2 separate regions of the Oryzias latipes genome follow, and region 2 is linked to region 1. The links are chromatin contacts, called in public Hi-C maps. All regions are on one chromosome and are shown on one strand. The core of a region is the stretch at or near the end of the contact, and the rest is flanking DNA. Distances in the headings are between cores, read along the strand shown. Region 1 holds the start of LOC101174951 (acid-sensing ion channel 1C). Region 2 holds the start of LOC101175197 (autophagy-related protein 9A).

Region 1 (5,508 bases), core at 1,149-3,648:
AATAATTAAGTTGCAAATTACACAAAAGAGGAATGCATGAAAAGATGAGGCTGGGGGAGGGACATGAATCTCTTTAATAATATCAATACAAATACGTGTTTTTTTCCTGCGGGACGGGAGACGATACAAAATCAATGCATCTCTATTACTGTGCGGGACTAAATTTTATGAGTTTTGCGGGTGCGGGCGGGAGTGGACATACATATTGCGGGTGTGGGCGGGAGTGTAACGCATACGTTGCGGGAGCAGGCGGGATTGGTCAGAAATTCAGCGGGCGGGAGCGGGATGAAGAAATTAGTCCCACGCAGGGCTCCACCCTACGGCATCACGTTGTCTGTGACGTCACATGATGTCTGTCAGACACTGCCGGCTAGACATTTACATCATGAGCGTGATGGCTGCATTAAAAGTTGGGAGAAAGCGGGAGAGTCCTATTTGGAACTTTTTTGAATTTAACAGCGTCGAAAACTAAAGTAAGTGCCTTGTAGTTGAAGCAGGAGATAAAGTTTGTGGAACACTCCTCAAAGGGAAAAACCCTACGAATCTAAAAGTACATTTAAAAAGCGCACACAACAACGCAAATCAACAGTACCTAGACAAGCTAGCCTGTCGCCCGCCCTCCCCCGAAAAAGAAGCGAGAGCAGATAACGTAATGCTGTTATCAGCTGTTGTATTTTAATTTAAGGATGGTTGTCCTTGTGTCCTCTGAATAATAAGTGTTTCAAAATGTATCTTTGATTGCGTTTTTATCATACAATACTTATTCTGGTGATTTTGAATCATGCACCTGACAAATATCCTAATTTACAAAAAAAAAAAAAAAGAAAGAAAAAACTAAAACTAACACTAAAACTAATAAAAACTAAACTAAAACGAAGCAATTTCAAAAAATAAAAACTAATAAAACTAGTAAAGCAGCCTCTAAAAACTAATTAAAACTAAATAAATTTAAAAACAAAAATTCAAAACGAAATAAAAACTAAAACTAATAAAAAATCCGAAACTATTATAACCTTGTGCCTCTGGTGGGAGGTTGGCGCCAGTGTTCGGCAGCGGAGCCGCCATCAGTGTGTGAATGTGCATGTGACTGTGTGACTGGGTGAATGGGGCTGTGACTGTAAAGCGCTTTGGGCCTTCAAAAGAAGGTAGAAAGCTCTATATAAGTATACGCCATTTACCACATTTGGGCAGCTTTAAGTGATCCAGAGTTTGTGTCCCCCTATAGTCTGGAACAAATTTTCAGTCTGAATACACCCAAGCAGACCCTGGTCCGGGACCAAGAACCGCTCTTTGGAGGTGGTCTCGGTTCGTTTCCAATCGGACTGAGCTTCGGTTCACTCTGAGATTCCTCAGTCTGAATACAATCCGTCCTTGGAGTGGAACAAGTGGCCCAAATGGCCACCATAGCCGTTGTAAACAGAGTAGGAATTAAGCAACAAATGAGCCGTGGACAAATGCAAAGCAACGATTGTCGTGTCGTCAAACAGAAAAGAGCAAAATAGAAACTCTTCAGAACAGGCAATGTTTTTCCAATCTTCTGTTGTCCAGTTTTGGTGAATCTGAGTGAATTGTATCCTCAGTTTTCTGTTCTTAATTGACAGGAGTGATGCCCGGTTTGGTCTTCTGCTGCTGTGGGAACCAGTGGTTATTTGAGTTACGCTTTCCTTTCTATCAGCTGGAACCAGTCTGGCTATTCTCTTCCGATCTCTGGTATCAACAAGGCATTTCTGCCCACAGAACTGCTGCTAGATATTTTCTCATTTTCAGACCACTCTTTGTAAACGCCAGAAATGGTTGTAGGTGAAATTTCCAGTAGCTCAGTAGTTTTTGAAATACTCAGACCAGTCGGTCTGGCACCAACAACTATGCTATGTTTGAAGTCACTTCTGTCACCTTTCTTCCCCATTCTGATGCTCAGTTTGAACAGCAGCAGATCTTGTTGACCATGTATACATGTTTAAATGTATTGAGTTGCTGCCGTGTGATTGGCTGATTAGAAATTTGGATTAACCATCAATTGGACAGGTGTACCTGTTAAAGTGACCGGTGAGTGTATTTTAGATTATAGGTGGATGAAGCTGCTTTTGACCTGTTTTTATTGCTTGAAATGCTTCAAAAATATAACAAATGGGTATTGAATACCTCTAAGCTTCCAATCTATCATATTTATATCAATGCATTGAAGAAGCAAGCTGCAGCATTGTTTGACGGCAAGAAGAGGAACTGCTGAAGAAAATAAAGGAATAGTGAAAGAGTGAAGATTGTGTCCAGATTGAGAGAGTTGTCTGTGAGAACAGACTCAAAGGAAAAGCAGCCGTTCAGCAGTGGGATGAATCTTGACTACTAAAGAGGGGGAGAGAGAGGGAGGCTGAGAGAGCAAGAAGTGGGGGAGTGGTGGGAGAGAGCGACAGGAGGAGAGAAAGCGAGAGGTTTCACACGGCAGAATATAAATCTGTATGTTAACGCGACTAAAGCTCGGGGGTCTCGAAGTGGTTTTTGGGGTGGTGCTGGTGGGGGTGGTCCTAAAGCATCAAGAGGTGGTCTTCTCCGTTAACTGAGGATCTGTGCAAAAAAGGAAGTGGAACGTGTGGAATCTATGAACGCCGGTTGTCAAGCACAGTGGTGCGCTGGTCGGAGGTCTCTGACCCCCCTTCATTTTCATTTCTTGGAAGAGAACCGCTAAAGAGACACAAGAGAAAAGGGGAAGGTGGCAGCAAGGGACCAGTGAGCTGTTTCTCTCTTTATTACCTTCATTCACAAAAGCGTTGCATCCCATTATCACAGCGATGTAGAGGCATTCTCTCAGATTGGAGGAATGGTCCCATTGACTGCTGGAGGCTTAGCACCTCTTTCTAAATGCTAGCCCTTTTCATTACAGCCCCCCCTCCCTGTCATCTCTCGCCTTTTTTCTTTTAAATTTGCTGTTTTTCTCTGTTCTGCTTTTTTTTTTCAACTGTGTAATTGAGTTGGAGACCGAAGGCTCTTTGCTCCGACACAAGTGGGTGTTTCTGTCATTGTGTTTGGTGCGCGTCCACAGAGGACAGCTAAGCAAGGAGTGTGAGAGACAGCTTTGGACACAATAGAACAGCAGACTTAAAGAGAAGGAGACCAGGGACTCCTGTGCAAGCTGCAGACCAACGGCATGAAATCTGCAATCAAACAAAAACAGTCACAGAGACTGACAACCATTTTAAAGTAGCCATTGAGTACAACATTACTACTTCTTTTGGGGAAAACAAGTCCGTTTGCCAAAGCGTCACTGTTGGCCGACTCCGCTTTTCTTGTTGCTAAGCAAAGCCTACAACTTGAAATTATTGAGAAGACGGCACTGAGCATCACTACAGTCATGAAAGGAAGCTCGGAGGAGAGCATTGAGAGTGCCAGGCCCTCCAATCTGCAAGCTTTTGCCAATATATCTACCCTCCATGGCATGAGTCACATATTTGCCTATGGGCACATGACATTTCGTCGATTTCTCTGGACGCTGTCATTCCTGGGATCATTAAGTTTACTGATGCTGGTCTGCATGGATCGGGTGGTATATTATCTAGAATATCCTCACGTCACCAAGCTAGATGAAGTGGCAGCAACAAACCTGACTTTCCCAGCAGTCACTTTCTGTAATCTTAATGAATTCCGCTTTTCCAAAATCACCAGAAATGACCTCTATCATGTTGGAGAGCTTTTGGCCCTCCTCAATAACGACCACCAAATAGCCAACCCTCATTTAGCCGAGCCTGAAGTTCTGGCTGCGCTGAAGGACAAGGCAAACTTCAACAACTTTAAACCCAAACTTTTCAACATGACTGATTTCTATAACCGAACAGGACACGACATTAGTGAAATGTTGCTACAATGCACCTTTCGAGGAGAGGATTGCTACGCCATGAATTTTACCACAGTGAGTAGTAATTATTTACATATCTGCTGATCTTTTTCTTTTCAGAGTCTCCCGTTTTATTTCAGGTTCAGATAAACTTAAATGTGGATTATATGTTTTATTCAAAACTGATGTTTACCCTCATTTCCATTCCATTTTTAATCAGATCTGGTGTTTTAATCCATTCTAGGTTTTTGCAAACTCCCAAAAAAAGATTCTCCGGTGATATTTCAGAAGTGTTGACTTCAAGTTTGGCATCAAACTTGTGATGAGAGTAGATTTTTAAGCAGAACTTCTCTCAGAATTCACTCTGTGATCTCTCAGAACATCTTGGTATGATGAAGAGGGAACAGATAGTGTGAGCTGTGCACAAATTGGCTGCATCTTTGAGAGAGACTTTCATGGCCAGAGTTGCATTTTGTGTTTTATCTAGATTATTTTTATAATATTGTGGTTCATCAATGTTTGCATTTATTATTTGCATATTATTTTTATAGAGTATTGGAGAAGTTGTTGAGTTTAAAAGTGTTTACGTTTTGTTCGAATAAATGCTTCCTGTCCTTTCAAGCAAAACAATTCATTCACAGCCACAGCCATAACATTACCTCTAAAACACTGCCAAGGTGCTCTCTGCTGTGATGGAAAGACTCTGCACCCGGATAGGATGATGAGAAATATAAAGCCTCGTTTCCACTATGGTCCGGTCTGGTTTAGAATGGTCCGGTCAATTTAGGTGAGCGTTTCCACTCAAAGTTGAACCATCACGGCACATGCGGGGTGAGGCTAATAACATCAACAATGGAGGTCATCCAGCAGCTCACCTTTTTCTGTTTGGCTATTGGATCTTTGTATATACAAAGCTTTTAATGTTGTTAGAGAGAAGATTGCGGGCGGCAAAGAGGAATACAGCTGCTTTCTTGGCGCTTTCTTTTCTCAAGAGAAGATCTGCCCTAACCGGTCCTTTACATTTTTCTATGGACCTACAACCAACGGGGCCCCAAAAATGGTACGATTCGGTCCGGCTTAATGGGTCCATTTTATAAGGTAAATGCTCAAAATACCGGACGGTACTGGACTTGAGGAAGACCGCTCAGTGGAAACTAAGCTTAAGGGCATCATGGTATTTTGTCTGTTGTGACTTTGGGGGAGCATCTCTTGGATGATGTTGATTGTTGTGCCCATCGAGACGACTGTTGTTGTGATTTTGGGCTATACAAATAAAATTGAATTGAATTGAATTGTGACTGCAGTTGTTCTGGCACCAATTCCAGCTAAATGCTAGACGTCTAGATAATAATTTGTTCATTTGTACTTGTATTTTTTTTTCTAATTTAAAGTTATTCAAGATATAAACTGACCAATCAGATGCCTCACTTAAAGTATGTGGTGCCTGCTGACCTTCATGCCTCACGTTTGTCAGATACTACCAAGCCTACTTTCAAGTAGTAGTTTACTCCTGACTGGCGAGAGAGTGTTACCATAGAAACCATGACTCTGACAGATTCGGACCAATCGGTGCTTGCTGAAATCATCAGGCTCCAACATGGCTGTGTCTGTGTTGGGGGAAAAACGGCGACTGAATTTATTTTCTATGGGTGACGTCACACTTACTCAGTCCGGTTCTCATA
Region 2 (5,508 bases), core at 1,358-3,857, 130 kb after region 1:
TTTACCTGAGTAAAGATGCAAACAGAGTCTTCCTCATGTCTGCTGCCACTCTCTCCCCGACCCTTGAAAGCAGGATTATGTAGCCACTTGTTAGCAAGCCCTGCATAAGGAAGACGGGGAATGGACTCAGCATTAAACCATTAGACTACTACGTTTTTGCATGCACTTGCCGAGACAAATTAAAGAAAAACTAAAACTGTTTTTAAAGACTAAGTTGATCCAGAACACTTTTTTTTTCCAGTTAATAGTACATTAAGCATAGTTTTTTGTACAGTTAAGTTTCTTATTATTAGACGATCTATTACCTGTTTTAATTAAAACAATACACAGATGTGCAAATATCATTCCTTAGAATGCATTTCAAATGTTTTACTCTCATGTCTTGTATGTTGCCTTAAACTTCCTTACTTTTTTAAATGCCTAATTTCCAAATCCTGTCCTATGAAAACAGTTTTAGAATTACTAAAAAATAATTAGGATTACCTAGGTACTTACTTGGATACCATACATTCCAAGTAATTTCAGGGCAGGCCCTCTCATTTCCCCTATATAATTGCCTGTATTGTCCCTGAGGTGGCGTGCAACCACATTGACCAGATGCCCAAGCATCAGCGGGATTTGAATGTTCAAAATGGCTGCACCGAAGGCGAGCTGAAACGAGAGACATCGTCATTTCAATTCCAGTGTATTACTGTTGTATAATGAAACTGGTAAAACTCACCACAACTGCACAGGTGAGCGCAAACAGTTGAGGTTTGACAAACTCCCACAGGATGTGCCATTTGAACTCAGGCAGTGAGTCTTTGGTCACCACTTCTATTGGAGTGTTGTTGTTCACATCTTCCTGACAGTGAGCTACGTGGCAAAATAAGCGTGATGAGACAGTTAAAAAAGCTGGTCCGAGGAGGAATTTCAAACCCCGGGGTGTGATGGCGCCCTTTGGAGAGCGTCGTATGCTCCTCTGAGTTAGACTCCAAAAGCGACTGACGGCGCTCCCCAGCTGCTGTGAGGAGCTCCGTGCACAAGTCACTGAAGAAATCCGCCTGGACAACAGGAATAAACAGGAAAACTGACATAAGAAGAGCAGAACCTAAAAGGTTAAAACAAGTTAATGAACTGGGAAATTTGTAAAAACAATAAAACAAAGCATTGTTTTACTAAAAAACTCTGAGATTTTTAGTGAGTCTCTGAGAAAATTCAGTGGTTAAAGCATCACAGTGTCACCAGAAATCCAAATATCCAAACATAAAATTGAAAAGTGACGAGCAAATTAAAGCCTACAATTGATGAATGTAAAAAAAGTTAAAGCAGTCAAAATTTCAGTCAGTATTTTAAATTATTATCAAACTTCAAAGGAAACAAAACTATGTCCCCTTTTTTAAATTTCATTTTCCTTGAGTTCTTAATGTTGACAAAAGGAAACAACAAAAACAGTGACTGCCAGTCAAAACGACAAAACCTGCAACTGACTTTTGTGTGTGACAATAGCAATGTAATGCATCAATAGTAACACTGTGCTGGGATTGTGATGTCTCAATTATCCAGGTGATATGGGACTGGAAAGGGTTTCCATAGTGTCTCGTGTTTTTTACCATTTGTTCATTTATCCAAGTGAAAACTATGTCAAGTTGATTTTTCGTTTCTTAACTGACAGAAGTTTTGTATATGTTTAGACTTAAAGTTGATTTGATAAAAAGAATAAAAAACACTGAGGTGTCTTTTCATTGTTCTGCATGTCTTGTGTTTTTTTTTTTTTTTTTTTTTTTTTATGGTGTCGACATTTAAACTTAGTCTGTAAAAAATAAAACGTTATTCTATAGGACCAATCAGAGGAGCCATAGGCTGAAGGTTGGTTATTGCCTTGAACTCTGAGTTCCCACAGAGCTCAAGTAAAGGTCATTTTATGCCTAAATGATTACTATTTTTCTGGGAAAACTTCATGAAAAAAGAGATTAAAAAAAACTTAAATTTAGGATAATATTGGTTTTCTCTATTTGCACTCCTACTTTTAAATAAAGACAAGGTGAAGGTCGTTTCTACATGAACGTTACCGTAATCGTAGTTCATTGGATGGATGAATGTTTTCTAATCTTCTTTTCTTGTGATTATTTTTTAGGTCTGAGTAAAAACAAAGTAATAAAGTGTTGTTCTGTCCCAAATGTGCAGCTTTAACAACAGACCCAGATCTGCTGTCGTGATCCGGAGCAGCCACCGCTAACCTACCGTGACAGCTTCCACTGGACTCCTGCTTTATACGGCACAGAAAAGACCTGTGACCGCAATGGTGAACATATCCCAGGTCTACTACAGCAAATGAGTTGCATCATGTTTGAAGCGTGTTTGATCAAAGACAGATGATTGCTTTGAAAAGCTGTTAGGTTTAACAGTAATCCGGCAAGACCCTGTAGGCAGCCATATTGACACTCAGCATGTGAGTATTTGTGGAATTAGAAAAAAAAATCTTGTGAATTTATTTATATTTTATTTTTTGACTAAGGTGGATTGTGGTTTTATTTTTTAATTTTCAAAGGAAAAAGCAAAATAAATAAATAAATAAATTGTTTTAAACTACAAACGGAAATGGCGTAGGCTAAACGGAAGTGACGACAATTCTGTTTTTGTTGACATTTATTTGAGAAAGACAAAAACAGCGGGCACTCTTGTAGGCTGTTGAATAATTTTTTTGAGATGTCAGTGAACATATCTCAAGATATCTCAACTCGGTTTATTTAATCCTCAGCCTAGTTCGGTGATAAATAAGCGGGAACAGGGGGTGGAATTAAAGCGACCGGGAATGGACTCGGGAACAAAACAAACTGTGTCACCCGGACCACACTAGGGCTGAATCATTCACATGCTACCTGGCTACGTCTTTTGTCCCTTTTCACGTCTAACTCAAAGTCAATTAATAATTTAGTCGTTTTTGCTGCTTTTTTTGTGTTAACTCGACTCGGTATTATCCATGTCATTGCTGCGAGGGGTTACACAGTTTGTTTGTGCGACAAGCGAGTTAGCAAGCTAACGTTACAGTAGCTGTCCTTTGAACAGCTTTACCGGTTTCACGGCGGCTACATAATGGAACCGAGGTCCTGAGCCTGAGACCACTTTGTTTGTAAAAGCTTTAGCTCATCAATTTGGACCGACTGGAGAATGTGAAGCACCATGGCCCATTTTGAAACCTACCAAGAATATCACAGGATCGAAGACTTCGAGGAAGATTCCCCGGCTGGAGAAGAAGATTTATTAGTTCACGTCCCTGAAAGTCTAAAAGGTAAACAAACCTCTAACATTACTGCTTGTTCGGTACAAAAATAGATTCAACTTAAGGTTGGTAAAAGCCCTGGAAGTGAAACCAGATCAAAAGCGCGATTTTTAGAGATAATTTGTATTAAAGCTATCCTTTTTATTAAAGATGCTGTTTCTGTGTTTTGTTTTTCTGACAGACTCATGGCACCATATCAAGAACCTGGATAACTTCTTCACAAGGATATCCTTTCAAAATGTCTTGTTGCTATAAACTAGAGCAAGTCAGCGGTTAAAAATATGACATTTCACAATGTTTACCAGGAGTTTGTTACGAAACAACTTGCCTCAGGGTACCGATCTGAAAATTCTTTTTGCAACCAGTCCTACCAGGACTGTGATTCCTTGACAGGGAATTAGAAAAGGTCAACCACAGAACAAGCTCATAAAAGTGTTTTTTATGCTTTGGTGTGTTTTTTCCTCTGCCTGATTGATTTTTTTATCTTGTTTTTTTTTTATGCTTTTATGACACACTCTAATGAAAATTATGTTTTTTCTGATGATGGTGGACATATATAAAGAAAATCAGGTTTTAAATTGTATTTCTGTATTCAAATCTTCTGAATCAGGAGCAGATGCAAAGCACCATTTTTAAAAAAAAACCAAAAGGTCGTATATGTTTTTATAGAAAATATGCTGGGCAGACCACAAGTTCTCTGCTCCGCTCCATTCTGATGGATCCACTCGCAGAGAAACAAATCCACGAACGCCTTTGTTTTCCTCGTTGGCGCTGGCATCTGGCTCAAAACTGTACAGCTGGATAGCTCCAACATTGCTCACAGTTTTTTGCTTCACCTGTAATGTTAGGTTGAAGGAGAGGGTGTAAACAGATGCCAGGTGAATTTCTAACTCCTGCCGCTCTGCAGAAACTATGTCCTAGAAAATGACAGGTTGTTGGTTTTGGCTAAAATCTAAATAATTATAATTAAAAGACCACTGGGAACATTTTGAAAATGGATTAATAGATGATCGAGGTGGGTCTTTAACAACCGGACACTGAGCAAAGAAGATTTGGTAGTAAGCCAAACTGTAATGTATTTGGCATTGTAAGCAAAGTTGGTGTTTCATATGTGTGTGTCTATTGTTTTACTTTCCTTAACCACCTTGTCCACATTTATCATTTTCATCAAAAGAATGGATTTGCTTGTATGATGTTATCAGAGTTTTTTGAACTCATGTAAGTATTTGTTTATTTGGAATCCTTCAGGTTGCATCGTTAGATACAGAGACAAACGTACTAAGGCTTTTTATATATTTATGCTAATATCTCAGTGACCTCCAGCAAAAGCAATCCTTAAAATTATTACAGAAAATCATCTATTTCCAATCATAAAAAAATTCAGAATGTGCCCTTTTGATGTACTTTAAAGTGTTATTAATGCTTCTTTGTGATCATTTGCTCACTGACCAGCTTTGGTTTCAGTTGAGGTGTTTTTCATCTTTTGACCTGAGTTTGGTAATATTATCAGACCCGGATGATATCTCTGGAGAAGTTATGTCTTGACCATTCGAATTCAATATGTGCCAATTACAGCAAAATTAATAATTCCACTCTCTGAAATCAAAAAGAGAAACGTTTTTTGGGGGCGGAACAGTAAATTCTGCAACTAACTCCTTTTAAAAACCTGTCAAGAATAGCCAGACGTCATTTAACCCTCCTCCTTTGTAGGTTGTGCATGCTTTCCTAAATCTGATCTCGTCTCTCTGAGTTCTGTCCCGCCTGTCCAATTAGCCGTTAAGCCTGGCCTCTGCAGTTCCTGGTTTCTTTGGCTCGGTTTGACCCGCACACTGCAGATGACTTGACAATGTCAGCAGAAACAAGCCAGATGACATTTCACTGTAAAAGTTTTTAATATGCCTGTGGATATAAAACAAGAAACCAGTTGGGGGCTCTGATGGCAGCTGGTGCGGTGATACTTTTGCTGTTTGCAGACCATTGTTGGGGGGAGTGCAGTGACTTTGTGATGTCCTTCTATCAACTGTTAATTCATTTGTTTGTTTGTTTTAAACAATCTTTTCCTTACAGTCAGTTTCTGTTTGTTGTGACGTTCACCACCTTCCTGGTCAACTGCGTGGAATACGACATCCTTTTTGCCAACCGAGCGGTCAACCACACCGGGCCGGGCCACAGCCCTTTGGATCGGAACAAAGTCACGCTTCCAGATGCCATTCTACCCAGCCAGCAGTGCACTCAAAGGTATGGAA

Evidence for each region. Hi-C and Micro-C count contacts between places; a contact is called where the count stands out from the background.
Region 2: a contact with region 1 is called in a Hi-C map of embryo, with 1.8 times the contacts expected there. The contact joins the promoter of LOC101175197 here to the promoter of LOC101174951 in region 1. A contact is called at or near these places in 2 of 5 Hi-C or Micro-C datasets (embryo and fibroblasts).

What each region holds. Positions count from the first base shown.
Region 1 is chr17:27,662,152-27,667,659 of ASM223467v1, forward strand. It overlaps LOC101174951 (acid-sensing ion channel 1C), which reads left to right and starts at 2,399. Exons shown (of 11, transcript XM_023965533.1): 1 at 2,399-3,901. The coding sequence starts at 3,347.
Region 2 is chr17:27,794,063-27,799,570 of ASM223467v1, forward strand. LOC101175197 (autophagy-related protein 9A) reads left to right here and starts at 2,608. Exons shown (of 13, transcript XM_023964921.1): 1 at 2,608-3,271; 2 at 3,444-3,487; 3 at 4,416-4,480; 4 at 5,330-5,500. The coding sequence starts at 3,163. It overlaps abcb8 (ATP-binding cassette sub-family B member 8, mitochondrial), which reads right to left and starts at 2,444. Exons shown (of 16, transcript XM_004079398.4): 1 at 2,224-2,444; 2 at 722-1,043; 3 at 496-651; 4 at 6-100. The coding sequence starts at 2,327.